2 separate regions of the Drosophila melanogaster genome follow, and region 2 is linked to region 1. A link is a contact called in public Hi-C data. All regions are on one chromosome and are shown on one strand. The core of a region is the stretch at or near the end of the contact, and the rest is flanking DNA. Distances in the headings are between cores, read along the strand shown. Region 1 holds the start of dco (discs overgrown). Region 2 holds the start of ttk (tramtrack).

The links. A called contact is a pair of places that touch in the nucleus more often than the background predicts.
Region 2: a contact with region 1 is called in a Hi-C map of the Kc167 cell line, with 2.9 times the contacts expected there. A contact is called at or near these places in 3 of 107 Hi-C or Micro-C datasets (the D17-c3 cell line, the Kc167 cell line and wing imaginal disc).

What each region holds. Positions count from the first base shown.
Region 1 is chr3R:31,058,103-31,063,180 of dm6, reverse strand. It overlaps dco (discs overgrown), which reads left to right and starts at 1,971. Exons shown (of 4, transcript NM_001276203.1): 1 at 1,971-2,104; 2 at 2,717-2,806; 3 at 4,554-4,641.
Region 2 is chr3R:31,710,684-31,715,761 of dm6, reverse strand. ttk (tramtrack) reads right to left here and starts at 1,895. Exons shown (of 5, transcript NM_170566.3): 1 at 1,493-1,895.

The DNA of each region.
Region 1 (5,078 bases), core at 722-3,221:
TTGATCTAAGCCGCCGACGAGCAAAAAAGGAAATACAAAAATCTTCAAGCCGACTGCTAAACGAAACCAAATGGCGCTTTTTTTAACTGCTGCGTTAGAAGCAGAAGCCCAGGGGCGTCGTGCAAAAGGGGGCGGGGCAGTGGGAGCCGCGAGGAGCTGGAAGCGCCCAGATATGCGACATGTGTTGCGGAAATATTTTGCGAGCAAGAAAAGCAGCAAGGCGCAGAGTCAGGAAATATGCAAAAATACAAAAGGGCACTGCAAAAAAATGAGTGATTAAAGTTTTTCAAATATTATTCAAAACCAGTACCAGAGGCAGCTAAGTCTGTCGTCTGATTCGTATTTTTATTTAAAGAATAATATCAAAAACAAGTTTATATTGCGTGTTAAAAAAAAATACAACAAAATTAGGAAATAAATTGTCTTAGTATCCCAATAATGTGGCATACTTTTTTACAGTGTTCTTTGAATGGATCATTTACATACACGCGTCTCGCTCGGTTTTTATTGCTTCGCACCTACATATTTGGTTTACTTTTTTCGTTATTTATTTGTTGGTAGTTGACCATCGGTCGAAATAACGACGATTTTCATTCGTCGGCGATCGCACGTCTTTGCGTGTGTGAGTGGGAAAGATATGCTTTGAATTAGTGTGTGTGTGTGAGCGGTTAAACGAGTTGTTTTCTCGTTTTACTTGTTGTATCTTCAATTGCCTCGTTGGATTGCTTTGTTTTCTCTTTTTCCCAGCCAATGGGAGACAAAGGCGGGTTTTTACGAAGATCTTGAACGATTCACCAATAAATTGAAAATGGAGATTTCTATAGTTGCATAAAAAAAATGCATTCTGGCTAATGTATATAAATACAGCAATGGAAAATTAAAATCGTAGGCAAGTGCAATTAATGTGATTTATTTTGTCTATATTTCATTTTAAATTGCCAGCCCCAATATCGAATCGTTACACTCTTTTCACCCCTTTTTTTGTTATCATTTTCGAGTGATTGCTTATCTACCCTACCCCCACTTAAAAAGAAACACACCTTGGCACATACTCCCAAAAAAAAAAAAACACATTTTCTCATATATGCATACATAACTGGATCTGCTTCCTTTTTTTATGTCATCGTTTCTTGGGTTACACAGCCGGAAAATGCACGATGTGAGGGTAAATGGGGAAAGCGGTTGGGCGGACTAATGGAATTCACACGTGTTTTGCTTTATTCGTATTGCTGCAATAAAAGTATACGTTTCAGGTATTTCGATACATCTGTGTAACATCAAAATTGGCATGCTACCTATAACTGCAAGACATGCCAATGAAATCCATTTTCAATTTCTATTTACACGAGAATTTGGAGCACAAGCCTGTAAAAAGAGTTAACAACTTTTCTTAAGAACATTGCAAATTAAGACATAAATTTTATTTACATATTATTGAGTTATCAAATTTGTATATTAGTATAAATATCATTTCAGAATGATTTTTTTTTTTTTGTATTGTTTATTGTATTCTCTTTGAAAATAAAATTAAGCAGATGGGCCTTTGAATGCATAATTCAAAAACTTTCAATAACTTTAGATATTTTCAATTGCATTTCTGAAATAAGGCGCCACCTTTTGTTTCGGGCGCCACCTGGATACCACTTTCGCCAACTCATCCGCTAGGTGGCGCAGCTCAAAAATATTTTTCGTCCATCTGGCAGCACTGGGTCTATGTAAGAACTAGTGTGCCCATATAACAAAAACAGCGTTGTCAACTTGGCTATTTCACAGCTTTCCAGTTACTCGAACTTTGAACTTATGGCTAGCTGCAAGGATATAATTTCGTTTTTCTTTTGATTTTCCAATACTCTTGCGCTATTTTCTTAATGTGGTACTTCGAAACCAACTTTGGACTATCTTAACTTAGTATATGAATCACAGTTTTTCACAATTACATATCTTCTAGACATTCGCTGAGGAGTAAATACCAGATGGTAATTTTCTTCATTATCGGCGCGGTCACACTGCGAATATCAAGATGGCGTAAATTTGTAAAAAATCGTCGAAATCTATGTGAAATAGCCAGAAAAATTGAAACGAAAGCGCAGCGTTGATGCAAAACGTAAGTGGTCAGTAGCGTTTCGGATCGACAGACCCGTTTGCGAGCGAAAAAGCGGCGGTTACCACGCGCAGGAAAACTCGAATTTCCCAACAGCATTTCAGTGCTCATTGAGAGTGCGAGTGTGTGAGTGAGTGCCCTCGTCTTTGTGTTGGTGTGAAAATGCTGAAGCAGGAGGGATAGCAACGTGCTCGCGGTAGAAACCGTGCGAGTGCGGGCGGGACGACTAGTGTGCACGAATCTATTGCCAGGGCAAACGACTCGCATAAGTTTGGTTTTTTTAATAAGAGTCCGAGTTCCGTTTGGTTTCGTTTAATTTTCTCGAGTTGATTGGCAACAAGATGCTAATCAATGTGGCCATAAAATCAGAGAAGAACAGCATAACCGACTCGAAGATAAACGATAAAAATAACTGAAATATGGCAGCAATGCAGTATTATTAAAATTATTGCATAAAATGCGCTTGCGTGTGGCCCCAAAAAGTGCGACTGTGTGCGTGTGTTTGTGTGCGACTGTGGCAACTACAACAAAAACAACGTCTGGGCTCTAAAACAAAGAAAATGAAAATTATTGTGGCAGAATCAATCCAATTAAAAAATTCGATTTCGATTTCAGTCGAATTAGAAGAAGGAAAAGCAGCGTCGCCAGCAGAGGAAGTGGGCAAAGCGGAATAGGAAACAAGGAATATAAGAAAAACAAGCCACGGTAAGTGCGGAATTTGTTCCACTGTGCGTTCAAGTTTCCCTTCTCCACCCGCTATCGGCTGCTCCTTATCAGCCCCGTTATTCGCAGTGCATTCGTGGAGTGCCGTTAGTTTTCGGAGGCCATTAGCGTTTGACAATTAATTGCAAGTTTCCTTCCCCTTCTGAGGTTTCCCCGTTGGTTTTGCTCTGGTTTTTGGTTTTTCCATTTGCTCTTCCCTGTTTACTTAAGCTTTTTACTTTTGTGGCGCCTGCTGGAACAACTGTTTTTTGTATCTTCTTTGTTCTCCAGTGCGTTTTTTTGCGGAAGCTTTTCGGCAGCCGCCAACGCAACGTGCAGCTGTTTTGCAATTGTAATCAATTCGTGTTTACCCGCTGGTCCGAAACAACTGCTGGATACCCTGGGAAATATTTAGTTACCAATAGGAAAGACCGCGTTTTCCCTGCTAGCCTTCCAGTAAACAAATTAAAGCTCCTAAAATTAATACCACATTTCAATTTGACTTACAGTGCTTATACAGTGATTTCTTTCTGTGTAGAACATGGGAGATACAAATAAAAAACGGTACATTTCGGTTAAATAAATCAAAGCCAAGGCGAAAACAACAACAAACACAGGCAGGTTTTGAGGTTAGAACCGCAGAGTGAGTGATAAAGAGTCGGGAAAAGGAGGAGAGAGAGAGAGAGAGAAAGAGAGAGAGCGATCGAAATGCGTGAGCGGTAAAAGAAAGCGCACAGAATGTGGGAAAGAGGAGTGGGAAGGGGTTAGTGAGTGAGAGCCGCCGAAAACAATTAAACTAAATTTTTGTGATATTTGACCGGCAAGTGAAAACTTTCGGCTTGTTGCTTCGTTTTCTGACTTCCATGCGCTTTATCTTCGCTATTTGTTTGTGCTTTCCACCACTGAAAGTGTCATTTAAGTGGCATTTTCACAGTCGCTGCGTTTTATTTTACTTCTCTCCCTTTTGTCGCCGATTGTTTACTCCACGCATACACAAACACACGTCTCTTTTATCTATTTGTTGTTAATCTCTTCGTTGTCTTTTCCTGATTGCTGATTCACCTCCATGTTTCTGGTGTCGTCACGTAAAAAATACACTTGAAAAAAAGAATTATATCTATTCAAGGATGTAAAAGCACTACGGCACATTTGCTTTATTTTATAATAGTACAATATAATATTAAAATGACTAAAACAATAATGTGACGAATGTCAAAAAGTAGTGCTATTTTGCTCTGTGCATATAAATTATCGTTACTCATCACTTATTAAATCTGTTGTTTTCCCCATTCGTAATCAATACACACAGCCGAATGCAATGACGCACTCACTCTTAAATATAAATATACGAGATAAACTTTTACTTTGTGCGAGGTTCGGGTTCTTATCATTTTTGCCCACTGTGCATTTGCATTTCGAATTGCTTTTGGTACGCTTTTCTCTGCTATTTTTGTGTTGTCAACGTAAGCCAAGCTTACTTCTCTCCCGCTCTCTCTCTCTTGTTTTATTCTTAGCTAACGGTTTTCTATTTTCGATATCGATTGTTGCCGTGCGTTGTTTTCATGTCTGTGTGCCACAATCCTTATCACCACAAACAAAAGCGAATTCTGCACGTTTTTCGGGCTTACGCTGCAGATGCGATAAAAACAGGGGATTACTCTCTATATATAAGTGATCGCGAGACGGGTCGAATTTCGATTAACCATGTTGAGGATCTAAAAAAAAATTAACTTAGTACCTCCTATTACAGAACCCTTCGAATACAAAGCCATAAGCGACTGCCTTGAACAAATCGGAACAAGAAGAAGAAAGGAGCTCAGACGAAAGGACAGTGCCAGGTGAGAAAAGTGGAGAAGTGTTGGAAAATACTCACGAAGCTCCGTTAGCTCTCAAAATTAGACTTTTAGCAAACTGTACAAAACAGCAGGGTTGTCATCACGTGTCACAATATAGTGTCAGAAGAATCAAAAGTTGTAGCAAACAAAATCCGACGAATATTTTATCACTATCGCTAACAAGGCGTTCGATATTGTGTTGTTGCTTGCAAATAATCTCTTCTAATAATATCACACATTGTTGCTAGTGGTCAATAGCCGAATTTTCGAAGTCACTTGATTCATATTTACTCGTAAAAACCTGTGACGCCGCTGCTATTTCTATGATTAGTCAAAGCAACTAAGAATACTACGAATATTTACATTCTGATCGAATTCAACAATTTGCCTGCATCGTAGCAACCTTTCAATATCCTTTCGCGATTACAAAGTAAAAGTTT
Region 2 (5,078 bases), core at 646-3,145, 650 kb before region 1:
CAACAATGCATATGTTCAGATCGCGTTTGCGTTGTTAGTCATGTCATCCTCTTTCTCTTTTCCCTCTTTCATTGCTGCTTTAACCGTTTCGATCGCCGGCTAAACAACAGTTATAATTCGAGCATAATGTTAAGTGAGCGCAAGGTGTTCACAAGTGTCTTTGTGTGTGTGGGGCAAACAAACAGAAAAGCTTTCGCGGAGAGCGGGAAATATATAGTAAAGAGCGCATAGTGCTGCTCTTGTCGTTTCATTAACAAAACAACCGCAAAATTTATGTGTGATCTGAGACTGGGCATTCGTTTCCTTTTCGCCCCAATACAAAGTATAATTCACGATTTTTGTTGTTGCTGCCACTGTGTGAAGTGGGTTAGCGAATTAAAAACAACGACAGAAGTAACAAATAAACATAACATACAAAGACAAATGCAGATCGGAGACGAAGATTGTGTTTTTTGGGCTGTGATCTTGATTTGCATAATTGAATTTGTGGCTTAGCGTGGAGCACAGGTGCAAGTGTAGAGTTGCCCCTTGGCCAGGGTTGTCAGGTTTCCTTCCTCCCAAGAATAGTAACCAACGTATAGAGTTGTAGCTCACTTTAGTTATTGCGATTAAATAAACGTAAAGCCGAGTTACACAATCAATACATTGAGTCCAAATAATTTGTGCAGTGCAAACATGTTGCGTACATGGATTACTCATTCACACATTCACTCCATTGGTTCATTCAGAAAAACACCGCAAGTGTTGCAGCCACTGGAAGCCACCAGAAGGCACTGGAACTGGAAGAGTGATCAAAAGGGGTGCGCCGGGCGAATGACGACTGGATGTGGAAGTGGGGGATAAAAAAGGAAATGGGCAACTGCAAATGACAGAGATCACTGAAGCACGACCGACAAATAAGCGGCGGACGAATCTATGTATCTAGTATCTGGTATCTAGTGTGGCGGCATTACTCCCCATGTGCCGTATACGGCATGTGTGCATTTGTATCTGTGGCTGTACCACTATCTGTATAAGTTGGATACAAAAGCGTCTTTCCAATAGGCGTGTGTTGGTGCATGTACTGAGCGTGTGAGCGGGAAATTGTTAGAAGAAAATGTATCTGCTAGGCTTTTAAGACTGCTAGATTTCCAAAACGACCCTTGGCCAATTTGTCAGGCTTTTATTGCTATAATTCTGTAATCCAAAAGCTATTAACTGCTGATTTTGTCATCAATTGTTTTCGACTCCTGCGATGTCCTGTTTAAAGTGATTAGATTCTAATCCAAAAATATAATTCAGTGAACATTCAAATCTTTAAAAAAATCACTACGGACTCCAGAAACAAAAGCCAGTTAAAGAACTTTTGAATCTTAATCAATAAAATCCTCATCTGAGATTCAAGATAAGTCTTAAGAAGGTAATAAGAATACTTAAACTTGTCGTTTAAATTTGAACACTTGATGATTTGACCTTTTTCGAAGACTATTTCGTGGATAATCTCACCACTTACCAATTTTACAAATATTCTTGGTAATCCGTTTTGCGGTTTCTTCGGCGGAAGAAGGCTTGCAACACTCGAAAGTACTTGTTGTTGTTTCTGTTTCTTCTCTTGTTGTTGGTTACACGTAATTGGCAACCGAGGCGAACACGGAGCCGAAAGCGGGTTGCGAAAAGGCAAAAGGCAAAGAAATCAGCTGAGGAAACGCCGCGCACGAACCTCCAATCAGAACTGAAACGGCAGGGATGTCGACGTCGACGCAGAAGCCATTTTACCGCATTTGTTGTCCCTGAGCTGAGCCCCAAAACCGAGAGAGAGAGAGAGGCAGAACGAGCACCACAGAGAGCCGCTAAGGTGGATACACAAAGCCGAGCCGAAGCCTTACCGAAAGCTTTGATCACACGGCACGAACTGAGCTGGGAATAGCATGGAATATGGGAGTATGGGAATTGGTAGTGGTAGTGGGCGGTATTTGTAGTGCTCCCGTTTCACATTGCTCTCCCGCTCGCAGGGCACCAAAAACGCAAGTGGATGTGGACGGATGAGCGGACGAAATGGAATGGCAAGAATCGAACATTTGAATGGGGCTCCAAATGGTTAAGAGAACAGCGCAGCCGCTGCTGGCAGCGAGAGCGAGGGAGAGCGCAGTCCCAACTTGACATTTCCATTTCGCCGCTGCGTTGGCGCTCTGCCCTTATGCTCTTTCTTCTCGCGCTCTCCCGCTGATAAGCTGGTGTTGAAAACAAGTCTCCTGCGCTCTCGCTCTCTCTCACCGCCGTGACCTGCTGCTCCACCTCTGCGCCCACCACCCCTTCGCTTCTCTGCTGCATCAGCGTATTACGAAATATGACAACAATGCAGTTTGGTCGTCCTCGTTTTCATTCTGCCGACACAGCGGCTGCTTCTTCTTCAGTCCCATCTTCACCTCTCTGCTTGTGCCTGCTCAGCATAAATGCCATCTCTCCGCTCTCTTTGGGAACACCGGAGTATGGAAGAGTGTGAGAGAGGGGGGGGGGGAGAGAGAGGAGAAAGAGAGAGTGGGTGGCTGGTGCTTGTTTGTTATTTTCTCCGCGCTGCACTTGCAAATTGATTGTATTTTAATGAAGTTCTGGTGCCCGCTAAAAATAGTCAACTCTCTATTCAAAGGGGAGGATCGTCGCCGAGGGGCGTGGTGCGGGAATTTCTATCTGGGCGCATTCCAAGTGCAGCAATATATCGGCAGTAACTAATTCCAAATGCCAGCTATTACGACAAACTGGTTTGATCGGAAAAGCGTGCCTCGTATGCTCGACTCTCTTATTCGCTCAACCTCCCACCGACTGCCCCGCCCCCCAGCGCCCCTTTCGAGAACGCTCGCGCACACTTCTAACTGAAACCGAAATGATTCCATGTTTTCCCCGCTGCACCGACTTTAAGTTGAATAATTGTTGCTGGGGTTGCCCTGCACTGAGAGAATTGTTTGCAACGTAATTGTTTCTTTACGTTTTAGAAAATATCGCTACCTTAGATAATATAAACTTTATACACTAGTTTTGCTGTGCACGATGGCACACGTAACCCACTGGTCAACTGCCTGATGGGTCTTGGGAGCGTGTCGCTTTTTGGGTAACCCCCGGGACGGGGCGTTACCTGATCCGATCCCAAGGGGGGCTGGTCGTTATTAGGGCCCATTTGAAGGATCATTAGGCATGCATGGGAAAGACCGTCAATCAATGCGTGTTCTTGGGAAACGGCAACAGTTCCCCGCATCTAAGATTATATATCTGGCATAGATATGGGAGTTCTTTGACTTTGGCACCGCTGATAGTGGAAAAGGATTGAGGGACCAGACTTGGGCGACAGATAAGACATGTCTAGGAAGGCCGTTATCTCTCTCTTTATACGCTGATAATGGAAGCCTTAATCGCTTTCTTTAAGTACAATCGGTTAGTTAGGTTTGGTTTTAAACATATCTACATATGTGGACCCTCTGTTATGAAAGCGTGTAGTATGGGGATAGCTTTGAGCAAGTTATACGACTGGTGAAAAATTGGCTTGCATAACCCGCCATACCCTCCATTGATCTTTCCTTGCACACCATTTTATTGTTTCGCAAGCTTACATTAGCTTGGAAACTAATTTCGATGGAGCCCACAGACAATTACGTTTATTCTCGGCATGAATCACCGCTGAAGTGATTCAGCAGGGCGATCCAAATGCATCCCTCGGTTGCCTAGGGCCCACCCCTTTTAACCCCGCTCTGTAGCCAGACAATTTGCATTGCCTCGTGAAATACGGTCAGTGGACGGGACGAGTATCTGGTATACCCGCTTGGCTAAGCACTCTCTCTCGAAGGGGAACTGCCCAGAACTGTTCTGTTCTGGGACCGCGATTCAACAGGTTTGATCCGATCTGGCCGCCTGCCGGGCCATTTACTACTCGGCTTGGATTTTTTCCCGCTATTCAAAGTGCCACACAGCTGAAATAAATTAATTGCTTAATTGTTGTTGCTGGCTTAGCGGCATTATTTGAGATGAAATTTGCTTTTAATTAAAAACTCTCCACAAGGCGAGGGCGAGTCTTTATTTCGCCATTGAGCACGGTAAAAAGTATTGCATTATTAGAGGAAATGTTAAATTACCTTTGAATATTTGGCGGCTTATACATGTGTAGCTATGTGGTTTTCATGGTATCTGCTGGAATGGGGTTAGTTCTTAGAGTTTCGCCCTGTGTATACTCTGGGCTTTCCAACCTTCAGAGATGCCTGTGCGTGGGGGTTTTCCTCTTCCCCTGTGTGCGTCTCCATGGACGTGTGTGTTTTGCTTTTATTAGACCAAAGTCGTGCGCTTCGTTAGCTAAAAGCTGAGTGAGTGAAACGCGTTCTGCGTGGGATTCTCTAATACGATGATGATGGTGGCTGCTATTTGGGTTTTGGCCGATTCTAAAACTGGTTTCCCACTTGGCCAACTTGCCCATCAAGGAGTCGCCACGAAACGAAATCGAATGGCAGTTGAATAATACCGACAAAACAAAAACATAAGCCACAACAACAAAGAGTTAAATTGCGCATAACATTTGAATAATTAAGCACTGCCTTTCTCGCCTGTTTAGTGTCGTATTGGTGTACATATATATTTTCAGATTACCCGGCCAGGGATTCTCTCAAGATTCGCCACAGAAATTCCTAAGCCCGCTTGACCTGAATTCCTCGCCAGTCTCCCCAGGGAAATTTCCAGAGTAATAAAGGAAACCTTTTCCTCCGCCCACTCATTCGGTTTGGGTTTCATAATCGAAACGAAAGCTGAGCTGGCGAAGTTTCGAAATCCATTACTCGGATTTCCAGCGTCGCGTCTTCCTAGGGATCCTCACTCCGCAGATACAAATGTATCTCCGAGTTGGCTGTGCCCTTTTTCCAGCTCTAACGGGAACCGGACCCAGACGGAACCTCTTACGGAGCGGTACAGCTAGATCGTCCCGTCTCTGTTCAAATCTGAGTATCTTTGCATCTGTAGCTGCCTTGATTTTCTCATTTTCTCACACTCCAGAGCCACCGAACGAGGAACGCCAGCGGGCCTGGGACCACAAAGAAAAGCTGACTCGAAAAAGGGTGCTCTATGGG